2 separate regions of the Mus musculus genome follow, and region 1 is linked to region 2. The links are chromatin contacts, called in public Hi-C maps. All regions are on one chromosome and are shown on one strand. Each heading gives the region's core, a stretch centred on a gene start, on an enhancer-like site or on the middle of the called end of the contact. The rest is flanking DNA. Distances are from core to core; before and after follow the strand shown.

What was found. A called contact is a pair of places that touch in the nucleus more often than the background predicts.
Region 1: a contact with region 2 is called in a Hi-C map of muscle stem cells, with 7 times the contacts expected there. The contact joins the promoter of Abhd13 here to the promoter of Zfp958 in region 2. A contact is called at or near these places in 2 of 484 Hi-C or Micro-C datasets (CD8 T cells and muscle stem cells).

What each region holds. Positions count from the first base shown.
Region 1 is chr8:9,976,119-9,979,406 of GRCm38.p6, forward strand. Abhd13 (abhydrolase domain containing 13) reads left to right here and starts at 1,599. Exons shown (of 2, transcript NM_001081119.1): 1 at 1,599-1,901. It overlaps Lig4 (ligase IV, DNA, ATP-dependent), which reads right to left and starts at 193. Exons shown (of 2, transcript NM_176953.4): 1 at 1-193.
Region 2 is chr8:4,611,712-4,614,963 of GRCm38.p6, forward strand. It overlaps Zfp958 (zinc finger protein 958), which reads left to right and starts at 1,459. Exons shown (of 4, transcript NM_145591.5): 1 at 1,459-1,567. The coding sequence starts at 1,565.

The DNA.
Region 1 (3,288 bases), core at 349-2,848, 5.4 Mb after region 2:
AGCGTGCGGATACAACTAAGCATCAGGACACGATTTCTTCACCCGGTGGCTGCCACCTGAAATCAGTCCCCAGCGAGCCGGCTGCACCGTGGAAGGCGGGTGGTGACGCTGGGACAAAGCACGGGAAGGACGCAGCCTCCCTAGGACCAAGAACCTCCCTGCCTCCTCCAACCCGCCACACCACTTGCTTAGCAGAGGTTGCCCCGCCCCACTCCGACCGGAAGCTGCCGCCACAAGAAGCCGGCCGGGCGTTTCCGCCAGCTGCTTGCCGCGCAGGCGCAGTGGGAACAGGCGAGCCTGCCGGCTTTTAAAGGCACAGGCGAGGCAGGGGCGGGCCGGCGCGGCGGCTCAGAGCGCCTGCGCAGCGCGCCTCCACTGTCTCTGCCTGTAGCAAAGGATGTTCGGTCCCTCGCCGCTGGATGTCATCGTTGAGCCGAATTTGAGGAACTTGGAGCCTGGGTTGCTGCCCTGACAGGACTGGCTTCTGAAGACTTCCAGGACAGAAGAGAATCCTCCCACCTAAAAAGTCTAGGGCTCCAGAAAAAGACTTTTGCAAAATTAATTCAGGTTCTGTGTTCTTGGTAGCCTTTTCACTGTGCAGAAATAATACATAATAATAAAAATAATTATGTATTACATAGTAATAAATAATTCATGGCGCAGAAACATACTTACATGGACTAAAGGCTTTTCAATGGTGCTCGGTGATTTGGAATAAAGCTAGCTGATAGTGTTATTGAACACCTTACTGTCACTCAATAACTATACTAGATACTCAAAATAGAAGTATAAACGTACGCTCCACGTCTCAGAAACTCTTACTTTCCACTGGCATTGGTGGCTATGACCTGCCCTACTCCACCAATAAGAGTTCAGAAATTATAGGCAAAGTGTGGGGAACACTTTCTTTGAAGGTGAAACTTTGCAGTCCTGGTGAGACACTAGAGTGTCAATTGCTTTCAGGGGTTGTCTAATGTGTTTACGCTGCATTTCACAAGGCCGACAGTCCAGGGCTAGTTTAAAGTGGGGCCAGATCCTACGGCTCCGTGTGGCCAGTTATTTTCTCTGTAGTTTCCCTTAGTCTCACGATAGTTTCCCTGTGGTGTTGCAAAGCCACACGTTACTGTACAGGAGCATCAGCGGTGCTCGTACAGCTTGTACAACTCTTACACATCCGTGTCTTATTCAACTGCTCCTGCGCTCCGACGTCAGGCACAGGTCGGGCTCTGCTTTACTGATACGAAAGAACCACAAATTATGAGCCGAGAAAAGCTATTAGTTAATTCAAAGCTCTTGCTCTAATGTGCTTTTTAGCTGCATGGTTAATGGAGAACCAAATTTGTTTTATCCTCAGAGTGGGGGGAAAAAAAAGTAAAAAGGAAGGGCATAACTACCTGAAAGTTAGGCATGGTGGAAGAGAAAGTTTAGTGCAGATAAGTGAAAGAGCATAGCCAAGAGCAGGCACATTTGGGAGAGGAGGGGAGAAGAGGAGAGAAGAGAAACTCCTTGTTCTCCGAAATGTGTTCAGGCAGCAGTTGACTGGAAACGCCGAGATGTATCTTGCCCCTACGGGCTACCGTAGCATGAAGGCGGAGCCCAGTGTCCTGCGCATGCGCATAGGGGTGCACAGGTTGGCTTCGCGCTCCCGGGAGGAAGCTGGAGAACAGGTTATGTGGGGGCCGGCGGGGTTATTTGCCAGGGACACCGCGCGCGAGCCGGAAGTGGAGGCTGCGCCAGCTGGGCCCGCCGCGCCGCAGGAGCTCCGGGCTAGACAGTGGCGACGGCGGCCCCTCGGCGGGAGGAAGACGATGAGGAGCGGCGGGGGCGGCGCGGGGCCTCGCTGCAGCGCGGAGCCGGGTTCCGAGCCCGCGGCCGACTGCGCAGCCCGCCCGCGAGCCTGAGTAAGTGCGGCGGGGACGCGGGCGGCCTCCCCGACCTCCTCACCCCGCAGCTCGGATTCGGGAGCCCGTATCTACTCCCAGAACAGTCGGCCAGCAAACCCCGGGCTTGGGTCGGAGGGACTGGGCGCGTTTGTCTGTAACAGGTGCAGACCTGCTAACCTCGCAGCTGCGGGCGACGGGGCCATAAAATCCAGAGAGTTGTCGCACACTTGAAGTCACTGGGCCTCTTTTTTTTTTTAGCCATTGGTGTGAAGCGAGAATGCATCAGGGAGTGTGCTTGGCTGAGCTGGCAACCTAAAGTAAACCTTTAGTTGTGCACTTGTCTACCAGGCAGCAGGAACCAAGTGACACACTGGCTTTAAGTTTGAACGTTGGGTTTTGTTTTGTTTTTTGTCGATCTGCTCTGTCTTTTGGCATGAATTAGTCCTTATGTGTGTGTGTGCTTAGACATGTTCTTCTCTAAAGCACTGTTTTATCTCACTGAGAATTAATGATTGGCAGTGCAGAGTTATGTCACAGCTGTGCTACCAAAGACTTGACTCAGTTGAGCTGGGATTGAGTTGGACTTGCTCTGTACCTTCGGCCTTGCTACGCGTTGAAAGCGTCCGATGGAGTAACATAAGGTCACTGCCATCACGGAACTCCCAGCCTATATAAGCAGGCTCATCACCCCCTTAGTAAATAGTGCCACATGAGTCGGCCCAGGCTACAGGATGGAACTGGTGACACTGGGAACGAGGTCCGAGGAAAGCTTGCTGGAGGACCTGTAGTCTGAGCTGGGTCTCCACAGAAAAATAAAGCTTCACTCTAATAACTTGAGTCACTGCCGTGATTTAACTGGGATTCGCAGTGCTTACTGAGACTTGCTTTGCTGCGATAGATAAGAAAATGCTTGAATTTTGACTCAGAGGTGGCAGCATTTTATCACCACATCCTGGAAATAGGTATTAGAAAGACCGGGCAAGCAGAAGGCTAGCTGACTTGTACATGTACAGCCACAGGTAGCACTTGGCCTGCTGCCTTTCGCCGGAACGTTGGATGCTCTCCCAGACAGTTCAGAAACTCAGGCACTGGGCTGTCAAGTCTTTGTTTCTCTAGTTCGTTCATCCTCCCAAGATTCCAGTTTCTTATAATTGTTGATCTGCCTCAGGAAAACCCGAGGCCCCTAAAACACCCCACTTTAGATCTAGGGCAAGCCCCAGTTCTTGTAATTAGAATGTTTGGTGAGTGGCAGGCTTCCTAATACCTTATTATATATAGTATGTGCCACTTAGTCTTACAAGTCTTAGATCGTAAAGTAATGTGTATTCCTAACATCAGCTTGCTAGAGGTGCAGTGTTTTCCACAGCAAGAGCAACCTACATTCAGAGTGAGCCTAGGAGCTCAA
Region 2 (3,252 bases), core at 209-2,708:
AAAGCCTTTTTGTTTCTGTGCCTTACAGCCAGAGATGCGATAATTGTAGGAAGACCTACAAGGACATGGAGATAGACACCAGAGAGGAGGCTAAAGAGTTGTAGCCAACTCTCCTCCCAACTCTTCCCAACTCTTCCCAACTCCTCCCAACTCTTCCTATCTCCTCCCAACTCCTCTCAACTCTCCTCCAAACTCCTCCCAATTCCTCAGCTAGCTGTTAAAAGCCCCCTACTGTCACTGCTCGGGGTCTTACATCATCGGAAGTAGGCTTTGGTAAATTGTTTAAGGAAGCCTTTAAATAAAAAGAATTAAAATAGTTTAAATTTATGCTTTGAAGATTTACAAAAAATCAGGTACTAAATGTTAAACAATAACTGACCTTAAAAATGTATTAATTTCTTCTTGGAAATTTGCCACTAGCCTTAGATGATTTTTATTGTGCCAAATAACAATGATGTTACTGAAAGGAAATAAAACTGTAATTCATGTAATGTATGTTAAATAGCCCAAAGAGTTGTTTGTGAGCTTTGAAACCTGGGGCTGAGAACACAGCAGAACAGACCAGGACATGCCCGGGCAAGCCCATCGCCTCCCTAGCTCCCACCCCTCTGACCTAAGTTAAATGTTACAGGCTGCTGATGTTTAAATGGACCAATCATGTGAAACCGCGCCAATTCCTCCCCCAGCCCCACTCCTTTTCTATAAAAACCCCTAGCTTCCAAGCCTCGTGGTCGAATCCACTGTCTCCTGTTGTGTGAGATACGTTTCGACCCGGAGCTCCGCCATTAAAAAACCTCTTGTTGTTACATCAAGGTGTTGTGTTCTATTCGCGATTCTTGGGTGCACGCCGAATCGGGAGCTGAGTGGGGGTTTCCCCACTGAGTTCTTTCATTACCTGTTCTATCCGTGATTGCGTCAATGAACACACTTTTTGAGAAGTTGTAATTCTTGGATGATTCTGTATTTTATTGTGCCAAATGACTATGATGATATATGTTCTATCTGACTGCTTCACTGAACACATCTGCTCAGAGTTGTAATATTTGTTTCTTTATGCATAAAAACCCTTGCATGAGGACTGCAAAATATATTCAGATTCAAACTGCCTCTGTGTTTGTTTTGTCACCGCCAAATCCTTACCCACCTAGCCTTCGAGGATCCTCTTCCCAGGAACCCTCATACCCGACTGGGGTGGTCCGTGGCAGGGCCTCCCTAAGGGCTGGCTGTGGTAGCTATTGGAGGACAAGAAAAAGTGCTATTGAAATGCGAATCTCTGCATATCTGGGAAAGGTCGGTCCTCGGCGTGGAAGCCTGGCCCAGGAACCACTATGCTCTGTCTCTTTAACACACTCTAACCCAAAGGGATGTGTTCCTGTCACTCAAGACTCATTGGCCAATCAGGTTCTCCAGGAAGGCCTCTCAGTCAGAAGAGGCGGGTTCTTCCGGGTGCCATACTGCAAGTCCAGCTCCGCCGCTGAGAAGCTCGAACGGTTCCGTGTGACGTGCTCTGTGTACTGCTGTTTGGTGCGGCTAGGAGAGCTCAGGCAAGCTCTGCAGTCACGGCATGGTGAGAGCAGGGTCACTTCCCCACGGCAAGGGGAAGAGCAGCCGGAGTGAGAGTGGTGGGTCCTCCCCAGAGGCTGGGTGGGAAGGCACAAGGACTTTGGAAATGCGGATCTTTGTATATCTGGAAATGGTCTGGCCCTGGACACTTCAGCACGCTCCAACCCTAACGGAGGTACTCAAGATGTTCAAGACTTGTTGGTCAATCAGGGCCTGCAGGCACACCTGCCAGTCAGAAGAGGAGGAGGGTCTCCCCCCCCCCCCCAGCTCCCCCGGGGTGCCCTGCTGCAGGTTCCGTTCTGTAGCTGAGCAGGTTTGACTGATCTGGTGTGCTGTGCTCTGTGTGCTGCTGCTGGATGCTGTGAGGGGAAATCAGACAAGATCCAAAATCTTGATATTGTGAGCGCAAGGTCATAGTCTGCAAAGGGGAGAAGCAGGCGACTGAGCAGCTGGGAGCTGGAGTGGTAGGTCCTTCCTGGGGCTGAGTGGGAAGCGGCAGCCTGTTGCACCCCCTCTGGTCTCTAGTCACTCCCTGGACCTCGTGGTGGCCTCAGAATTACTTCACTTTGGAGGCTGGATCAGTGCATTTGAAGCAGGGTCTTCTGTGTAGAAACATCCTTGGCAGGAAGACAAACTTGGATAGCCCTAGTTTCTCTAGTGTCTTCTACAAGTTCTTAGCATTTAACATTTAGGTGTAAGATCCATTTGGAGTTAATCTTGTGGAGGTTGTACAAGGTATCTCAAGTGCTGTGTAGCAGCACTCCAATATCTAGCTGTAATGTAGAAGATGATGTGAAGTAGTTACCAGTGCTTAGAAAGAGTAAGTGATATCAAATAATTTTTTTTTCTTTGCTTTTTCGAGACAGGGTTTCTCTGTGTAGCTCTGGCTGTCCTGGAACTCACTTTGTAGACCAGGCTGGCCTCGAACTCAGAAATCTGCCTGCCTCTACCTCCTAAGTGCTGGTATTAAAGGCGTGAGCCACCACCGCCCGGCTATCAAGCTAAGACTTCCTACAGAGAAGTAGTATGCTAACCAGACCTGTTAGAGATTAAGATGCTAGGATACACATGTTTGTTGACTAGGATTGTCCTGAAATATGGTTCCAAACCATAACAAAGGACACTCCCCTGATTTACAACCAGCCACTAGGTCTAAAAACAGGCCTCTATCAAGCTGCTCTCAGGGGGCATTACAGGGTCATAACCAACTGGTTAAGAGCACTGACTGCTCTTCCAGAGGTCCTGAGTTCAAATCCCAGCAACCACATGGTGACTCACAACCATCTGTAATGGGATCTGATGCCCTCTTCTGGTATGCATGAAGACAGCTACAGTGTACTCATATAAATAACAAATAAGTAAATCTTTAAAAAAGAAAGAAAGAAATACTGTATTAAAAAAAAAGACCTGATGTACTCTACAGGTATATTTTCTTCTTGTTCTGCCATATGGGCAAGAGTACGCTAGGTGATAACTCTTTGAAAGGAAAGGGCTTGGTTGTGTTGAGGGCTGTCCTGATAAAGCAAGGCTTTCCATGAAGCCCTCATGTATGGAGAATGACATAGCTTTTTCTCAGGCCCAGGAACATGCATTCAGAGCTAGTAACAGTCTGAGGCCTAGGACTTGGCAGCTTTCCTTAAGGCCCTGATTTATTGAGAATAAAATAGAGCTCCTTCTCTGTAATGGTTT